2 separate regions of the Sus scrofa genome follow, and region 1 is linked to region 2. The links are chromatin contacts, called in public HiChIP or PLAC-seq maps. All regions are on one chromosome and are shown on one strand. The core of a region is the stretch at or near the end of the contact, and the rest is flanking DNA. Distances in the headings are between cores, read along the strand shown. Region 1 overlaps RYR1 (ryanodine receptor 1). Region 2 overlaps SPINT2 (kunitz-type protease inhibitor 2).

Region 1 (4,127 bases), core at 1,506-4,005, 170 kb before region 2:
GGTGGTGCTGGAGCCCCCTGGGGTATTATCTGGGGATGCCTGGGCTGAGCCTGGGTCTGGGCCTGCAGAAAGGATTTAGAGGCCCCTGGAATGTTATCTGGGGAGAGTCAGGTAAGTCTCGGGCCTCGTGGGGTGTTGTCTGGAGGCCTGGGAGAGCAGGGAGGGGCACCGAGAGGGATCTGCCCCTTGCAGAACCGCTCCCCCCCCAGCCCCCAGGCACCCGGGCAGGCCCTGACCGGTTCTCTTCAGGGATGTGCAGTGCCATCATGGTCAGTGGCTCCTGACACTGCACCGCCCAGCCAAGCCGCTCGCCGGCACGGCGCGTCTCCACCCGCAGGAAGTGGTTGGGCATGCGGCTCCACGACACGGGCATCAGCATCTGCATCTCGAGCCGGGGCGGGCACTGCGGGGCCGGGTTCTTGCGCTCGCTCAGAAACATGGCAGCGGACAGCGGCATGATGTTCTGGGGGCACGGAGGTGTGCACGGGTCAGGATTCCCAGCCCTCTCTCTGTCCCACCCCTCCGCTTCCAGGGAGACCTCCTGGATTGCCCCTCGCCACCTCCAGCTGCCCTGCCGGCCTGACCTCCTGCACCGCCTTCCTCAGCCCGGCCCCGCCAGGGCCGTCACTGTGCTCATACCTTCTGCTTCCCCAGCTCAAACTGGATGACGTTCTGGTGTGTGGGCAGGACAAAGACGGCTGGAAACAGCTTTGTGTTGGGTTCCACCTGGCAAGGGAGAAGAGGGCAGGGTGAGGAAGAGGATGCACTGGAGGTAGGGTTGACTGTGGATCCAAAACTCTGGATCCGACTGCCCCAGCCTGATCCTGTTGTGGTGTCTACAGAGCCAAACTCGGCCACTGGTGGCTCCACAATGGCCCTAAGGTCGCTCATGGGCTGCACCACTTCTGATCCAGCCAGGCCAGCCTCCTCCAACTCCCCCAGGGCAACCTGTCATCTGGGTCTTTGTGCACATCATGCCCACCCTCCCCGACCCCCACAAATGCCAGTCCTGTTTCTCTCCCAAGCACATTCAGTCTTCAAAGTCCAAAAAGCATCCTCTGACTGCTCTTTCCATGCGGCCCCTCTGATCTTGGAGGAGGATCTCACCCAGCCTCCAGCACCACAAACACCACCATCTGTAAAGCAGGCTTGCCAAACCTGAGTCTTTTTTTTTTTTTTTTTCTCTTTTTACAGCCGTTCCTGTGGCATATGAAAGTTCCTAGGCCAGGGGTCAAATAGGAGCTGCAGCTGTTGGCCTACACCACAGCCACAACCACGCCAGATCCAAGCTGCATCTCTGACCTACACCACAGCTTGCAGAAAAACCGGATCCTTAACTCATCAAACCCGCATCCTAATGGATACTATGTCCAACCCGCTAAGCCACAACAGGAACTCCCAAACCTGAATCTAATTGCACCTGTGGCTCCATCTCCCAGTTTACAAGGAACTACAGGGGACAGAGGAAAATGTCTAAGTGACACCTCAGGTATGCATCAGCCAGATTCAGACTGTGATAAACCGGGTCAGCACGCTTCAGATGGCAGTGTGGGCATGAATCCCCTGGGATGTGTTAAAATGCAGATTCTGTGTGGGCAGGCCTGGGGAGGGGCCTGAGAGTCTGCGTTTCTAACCAGCTCCCAGGGGATGCAGATCCTGCGGGTCCAGGGACCACACGCTGAGGAGCAAAGCTCCTTCACCAAATACATTTCAAAGGGGCGGGGAGGTGGGAACCGAAATAGATCACCTTATTAAGATTCTGATTCCAACAAACAGTAAAAAGACTTTTTTTGGTTTGTTTTCACTCGGGCTGCACCCGCGACACATGGAGGTTCCCAGTTCCCCGGCTAGGGGTCAAATTGGAGCTATAGCCTCTGGCCTACACCACAGCCACAGCAACACCAGATCCTAACCCACTGTGTGAGGCCAGGGATCAAACCTGTGTCCTCATGGATTCTTTTCCACTGAGCCACGACCGGAACTTTAGTCAAAAGACATTTTTGAGACAAGCAGAAAAGTCTGAACATGGGCTGGATATTCGATGATATCTAAGAATTATTGGGTCGGCTTTTTTTTGTTGTTGTTGTTAAAGATAACGCTATTGCAGCTATGCTCTTTAAAAGAACCCTTTTAGGAGTTCCTGTCGTGGCGCAGTGGTTAACGAACCCGACTAGGAACCGTGAGGTTGCGGGTTCGATCCCTGGCCTTGCTCAGTGGGTTAAGGATCTGGCATTGCCGTGAGCTGTGGTGCAGGTCGAAGACAGGGCTCGGATCCTGCATTGCCATGACTGTGGTGTAGGCTGTCAGCAACAGCTCCGATTAGACCCCCAGCCAGGGAACCTCCATATGCTGCAGGTATAGCCCTAGAAAAGACCAAAATAAAATAAAATAAATGAACTCTTGTAGAGATACATACTGAAAAGAGACAAAACCGTATGATATATGGGCTCTCCCGCAGAATCATCTGGTGGGTGTGGGGTAAAGATGGAACAAAATTAGCTGTTGGATACTAGTTGGATATGTGCGATGGGGCCATGGAGGTTCATTATGCTGTTCAATTTTTGCAAATTTTTGAAATTCTCCACTTAAAGTTTCGTAAAATGAACAAAGTCAGATGGACTTCTGGATGGACAGACAGAGAATGTGTGATAAAGCTAGTGTCTTAAAACACGGATGGCAGATTCACAGTAGTGGGTATATGGGCGTTCACTGTACAGTTCCTTTAATTGTGCTGAAGGCTTGAAATCTTTCATAATAAAATGCTGAAAAGGAGGAAGTTCCCCCTTGTGATGTAGGACGTTAAGGATCTGGCATTGCCACAGCTGTGGCAAAGGTCACAACTGCAACACAGCTGCAGGTTTAATCCCTGGCCTGGGAACTTCCACATGGCCGGGGTGTGGCAAAAAAAAAAAAAAAAAAAAAAATGGCGTTCCCTTCATGGCGCTGTGGAAATGAATCCGACTAGGAAGCATGAGGTTGCGGGTTCGATCCCTGGCCTCACTCAGCAGTGGGTTAAGGATCCAGTGTTGCTGTGGCTGTGGCTGTGGCGGAGGCCAGCAGCTGTAGCTCTGATTAAACGCCTAGCCTAGGAACCTCCATATGCCAAGGGTGCGGCCCTAAAAAGCAAACAAAAAACAAAAACAAAATTTGAAAAGGAAAATCCTGCCGTAGAATTCTGTCCCAGCCTAGGGTGTTCCCTGATGGGTGAAAAAGCTTCAACTGGTGTCACCCAGCCCCAGAGGGAACACAAACATCTCTCCAAGGTCAAGGCTCTGCTCTCTCTCCTTTCTGGGTGTCAGTTTGATGCATGGTTCACCTAAGTGGTCTCCTAGGGACCTCCCCACTCTGGCCTGTCCTGAAGCTGTTTTTGTCCTGTCTGAGGTGTGTCCCCAGAAGGTGTCTGGAAGGGCTGTCCCAGGACACAGAGACACGAGGATGCTATGGCTAAGTTGCTGAGAACAGGACTCACCTGGAAAAAGGTGTTGCTCTCTTTGCCGTTGGCGGTGAAGGTCATAAGCCCAGTAGCCAAGTCCACCAGGCAGCCGATGACAAGGTCTGTGTGGCTGATCCGGCCCTGCTGCCCGGGGCTCACAAAGTCTCCACCCCACACCATGTAGCAGTTGCTGCACTTGAGGCTGGAAGTCACGAAGGTGTCAGTGCCTGGGTCCTCAGCCGAGGCACTCGGGACCCGGGACACCCCCTTCCCTGAGCCCCATCCCCCAACACCCACCACCTGCAGATGGGGCCCTGAAACCTCTCACCCCAGACCCTGAGCCTCCTGGAGCTAGAGTTCCTAGAAGATGGTGGCGGGGGTGGGGAATCCGAAAGGAGGAGAAGGAAGGCGAGCAGGAGGAGAGAACAGAGAAAGGAGGGTCACGTCGAAAGAGGATGGCAAGATGGAAGAGGAGGAGAAAATGAAAAAGAAATGGAAAAAGAAGAGGAGGGAGGCGTTCCCCTGCAGCTCAGCAGGTTAAGAACCTGGCATTGTCACCGTTGCGAAGCAGGTTTGATGCCGGCCCAGGGGAACTTGCACAGGTCGCAGGTACAAAAACAAAAACAAAAACAAAAACAAAAAAACAAAAAACAGAGGAGGAGGCAAGACACAGAGAAGGAGCCATGGAAGGAAG
Region 2 (4,508 bases), core at 182-2,681:
CCTTCTGGAGTGACAATCAGACCCGACACCCTAATGATCACACAGATACAAATCAATCACTCTATTTGAAAAGGCGCGCACATGTTTGCCACGCATCTTCCCTCCCTTCCCAGATTCTTTCCAGCAACAGAAGGTGGGGGCGGGCACCCCCTTGGTGATGCGGCGTTCACAGCACGTAAGTGCTCTTCACCAGGTGCTCTTTGTCGTCCGCAGTGCTCCAGACGGTGTGGAGGGCGCGCTCCTGGTTTCTTCTGGCCACCCTGATCAGGCAGACCACGGAGGCGCCCAGCAAGAGGACCAGGACCATCACGAACAGCCCTGCCAGGACCACCACTGTGGGTGAGAGAAAGGCCTCAGAACCAGCAGGACAAGGCAGGCCACAGCAGTGTCCACATGGGCTCAGGAGGACCAGCAGCCCCCGGGCCAGATGCTCCCCCCACCCTAACCTGGGAGGGTCTGGAGAACTGACACCACCGCACAGGAAATTATCACGGACAGTCCCGGTAGGGACTCTTGAGAAAGATGTTTCTGAAAAAAGGAGGGGCTGAGCTATGTGCAGACAGAGTGGCTATTTGTGTTCCTTTTTTTGGGTCGTTTTAGGTCCATACCTGCGGCATATGGAAGTTCCCAGGCTAGGGGTTGAACCGGAGCTGCCGGCCTACAGCACAATGACAGCAATGCCACATCCGAGCCACGTCTGTGACTTACACCACAGCTCATGGAAATGCCGGATCTTTAACCCAATGAGCAAGGCCAGGGATCGAACTCACGTCCTCATGAATACTAGTCGGGTTCGTTACTGCTGAGCCACAATGGGAACTCCCCAAAAACCTTCAACTCTGTATTTCCCTTCCACCTCTCAAGGGCAACTCTTATAGGAGTCCCAAGCCAAGAGGTGGACGCCAGGATATAAAAGCACACCCCTCTGGTCTGTGCGTCAACACCCTTCCCAACCCCAACCAGCCAGAGAAAGATGTGGCCCTGCAGGGGGCTGGGGTGGCTGCCTGTGGAATGAGGGAAGGGCAGAAGCAAGGGTGTGTTTGGAGCAGGGTCGGGAGGGGACCCTTGTTCTCTTAATTGCCCCACTGGTCAGTTAAGATGCTTTTTCTCCAGGTGGGGCTATACCTAAGAATGTGATCTCCTGGGTCAGCTATCCAGCTCCCTCCTTGGCTGCAGAATGGGACAGGGTCGATTCCTTCTCCACCTCCAACCCTCCAGACCCTCATGCCTGGCCAACCAGGTTGGAACTTCATTCCTCTTCTAAAGCAGAGCAGACACATGGGACAGGCCTGGGCTCCTTAACAAGGACCCAAGTGGAAAGAGGCCAAACCCGTGTGGCAAGTCTTTGTGCAAACACTCCCATCCATGACTCAGCATCCGAAACAAAAGAGGAGGCTTGGCCTCCTTGTCAGACCAGACTACATGGGGACAGCAGCACTGACTGAGGCCATGCTCCACCCACACACGGCAAGGGCTTTTCGTCTTGCCACAGCCAACTCTGTATACCCCACGACAGCAAAGTTCCCCCCAATCGGAGTCAGTCTCAGGCCTGCCGATACAGCAGACCCCCATACAACTGAAAACAGTAGGCTGTGTCCTCTGGTTGCCCCCAGACTGCCTGGGCAGAGGTGGCCTCACTCCTAAGCCTGTTTATGTCCACTATTCGGGGGGACAAACATCCAGCACATGTTCCAAGCTGCCTGGCCCTTCTCATGCAGAAATATAACTTCCTAACAAAAAAGATGTTTACAGTGAAGGACGATGTGTCCGAGACAACACGAGCCTACAAAGCAGCTGAGCTTGGTCAGGGCATGTGGAGGGGCCCAAGGCCACTTACCTTTAGTGCCGCGGGGCAGGGCAGGATACAACTGCTTGCCTGGAAGAGAACACACAACCTTGAGGTCCGCTCTCAGCTCTCCTCCCCCCGGAGCTGCAGCCACCTGAGAATCTCCCTCCCCCTCAGCCCTCGGCCTCCATGGGGGGCTCTTTCTGAGCGACTTCTTCCAGCTCTTTTGAGGGCGTTGGGACCTTGCCACCTCAGAAAGGGCCTAGGATATACCCATCCAAGAACTGGGGCCAAGCCTCTCCCTGTCCCTGGGGAGCTAGAGCAAGCGGAGACTCGAGAGGACAGTGTTTCCAAGGCCTTCATTTCAGGGCTGAGGAAATGGACCGGTGTCCTCCTGGAGGACCCATCAACTTGGGAGGCCCACCTTGTTTCTCAGATTGAGGAGTCGGGAGACTCACCGAAGCAGCGCTGCATACACTCCTCCTTGGAGTGGTAGCTGTTTTTATTGCCCCGGCATCCTCCGTAGATGAACTTATCACAAGAGTTCTTCTCGGCATTAAAGTACCAGCGGGGGAAGGCTGCGCGGCAAGGCCCTGTGACAGCCTTGGCAGTGCAGTATTCTGGGAGCGAGACAGTCCAAGGGGTACAAGTTAGCAGGGCCCAGGAGAGGGGACCCGAGCTAGAATGCTCCCAAGCAGTCACACAGCCACCAGCCAATGGGGAGAACATCCCTCTACTAAAGAAACTTGATTACAGGGGAGTTCCTGTCGAGGGTTAACAAACCCGACTAGTATCCATGAGGAAGAAGGTTTGATCCCTGGCCTCACTCACTGGGTTAAGGATCCGGCATTGCCATGAGCTGTGGTGTAGGTCACAGATGCGGTTTGGATCCCACGTTGCCGTGGCTGTGGTGTAGGTCGGCAGTTAGAGCTCCAATTCAACCCCTAGCCTGGAAACCTCCATATGCCGTGGGTGTGGCCCTAAAAAGAGAAATAAATACACACACACACATATATATATACCTTCATAGTTGATAATATCATCGGTGAGGTCATCAGAATCCTGCCTTCTGGGGACTGAAACACAAAACATCCATGTCAGGGAGGCTGGGATGGACCCTGGACACATGGCCCAGCTGGGCTGAGTCTACAAGGGCCCACTGAGGGAGTGTGGACACTCTGGCACCCAGAACGAAGGGAGTGGAGCCCCGTCTGTGGGCAGCTTTGCTCCATCCACTCCCAGTTCGAATGGGCTTCCCAGCACATATAGAATGACCAGGGATGGGGAGGCTGCCTGTCACCGCAGGGGTTCCTATGGAAACTAACCCCAGCTGCCATTTCTGGGGTAATGAGGAAGACCAGAGGTATCCACACTCTGACTGAGGGGTAGGTCCTTTATTCTCTTGGTGAAATTTTCTTCTGAAACAGGACAGAAGTCAGACTTAGGATGCCAGTGCCCCACAGCTCCTTGCAGAGGCCAGATCGGAAATAAACAAGGAACCCAGACAAAGCAATGGCTAGGACAGTTACAGGATTCCCGGCCTAGCAAAACTGGAAAGTGACTCTGACCTAACTCTCGGCATTCTTCAAGTCAACTGACCGCTGAACTAATAAATGCTCACCTTCCTGTGGACACTGATGTCAGAACCAAAGGACCAGAGCCAAAACTGCAACCACTGTGTGGCCACTGGCTGCCTGGGGAACATTTTCAAACAGGGTGGGGATGGAGTCCCTCCCTCCACAGCAGGTCTCTCCCAGCAGAACCCAAGGCCTGGGGACTGGCCTTTGGAAAGTGGGGTTGGACTTGCTAGTGCATCTGGACCACTCACCCCAGGCTCCCGATGCAGAGTCCTTTAAGCATAAAGGAGGAAGGGGGCAGCTGCTGCCAGCACTACAAAGCAAGCTAACACAAAGCTCGAGATCAAGGACTGCAGTGGGCATGGAGGCAGGGGTGTCAGAGAACAGAGGACTCAAGACAGGGAGAGAGACACAAGGATGACAGGCAGCACAGGAGACAGAACAGGCAAGGAGGGGGGACAGGGCAGTGAAGACAGGGCAGCAAAGACAGGGCAGCAGGCAGAGGCCAGGGGACTTGAGGCCAGCCCAAAGAGGAAGAAGGAGCCGTATGTGGCAGCAGCCACAATCCCCAAACCCCCAGGAGGAAGCGGAGGCCAGCCAGGAAGTGCTGTTGAATGCCTCTACCCTCTTGTCCACTGGACATGAACTCCCCAGCATAAGGATGCTGGCAAGGAGCCAGAAGCGGGCAGCCCAGAGCCCCAGTTCACCAATTCTGAGCAAGCAGAACCAGGAGGTGGAGCAACTTGCAACTGACAAATGTCCTTTCAGTTAGTTACCCATCTGGACAGCCCACATTCCATTCCAGATCTTTTAAGAACCTACCACTTGGAACAGAGGAATCTGCTCCATTCCTGCTGGTGGCCAGATCATTGATGGTACTCTCTACAAGGGGACAAAAAACAGTACGGTGAGAAAGTGCACCCCCAGGACTGCCTGGTCAAACAAAATAAGCTGCGTCCCTGAGCAGGCTTGGTTCCGTGTGCCTCTCACGGCAATTCCCATTTCTCCTTTATGTGGGCCCTTCAGTGCACATTCTGGACCACAAGCCTGCCAGAACTTGAAAAATAAGGAACCAAGACTGCCCTTGTGGGTTGAACTTTAAGATCAACCAGCTGGGAATCGGAGCAAAGACGTCTGAAGTGGTT

The links. HiChIP or PLAC-seq counts read pairs in DNA pulled down with a chosen protein or histone mark.
Region 1: a contact with region 2 is called in an H3K27ac HiChIP or PLAC-seq map of alveolar macrophages. The contact joins two enhancer-like sites. A contact is called at or near these places in 1 of 47 Hi-C or Micro-C datasets (epiblast stem cells) and 1 of 2 datasets of contacts at active chromatin or transcription factors (alveolar macrophages).

Annotation. Positions count from the first base shown.
Region 1 is chr6:47,375,084-47,379,210 of Sscrofa11.1, reverse strand. It overlaps RYR1 (ryanodine receptor 1), which reads right to left. Exons shown (of 109, transcript NM_001001534.1): 32 at 3,470-3,635; 33 at 640-726; 34 at 237-463. Among named protein-coding and RNA genes, the nearest start is that of RYR1, 37 kb to the right of the region's middle. Within about 2 kb of position 2,755, at least 4 of the 83 cell types and tissues checked have an H3K27ac peak or open chromatin away from gene starts, as enhancers often do. A contact at or near this core is called in alveolar macrophages, where this site is marked.
Region 2 is chr6:47,205,699-47,210,206 of Sscrofa11.1, reverse strand. It overlaps SPINT2 (kunitz-type protease inhibitor 2), which reads right to left. Exons shown (of 7, transcript XM_003127108.5): 3 at 4,186-4,245; 4 at 2,809-2,862; 5 at 2,245-2,406; 6 at 1,838-1,876; 7 at 1-333. The coding sequence ends at 167. LOC102167359 (a long non-coding RNA gene) reads left to right here. Exons shown (of 5, transcript XR_303838.3): 5 at 214-560. Among named protein-coding and RNA genes, the nearest start is that of C6H19orf33, 15 kb to the left of the region's middle. Within about 2 kb of position 1,431, at least 16 of the 83 cell types and tissues checked have an H3K27ac peak or open chromatin away from gene starts, as enhancers often do. A contact at or near this core is called in alveolar macrophages, where this site is marked.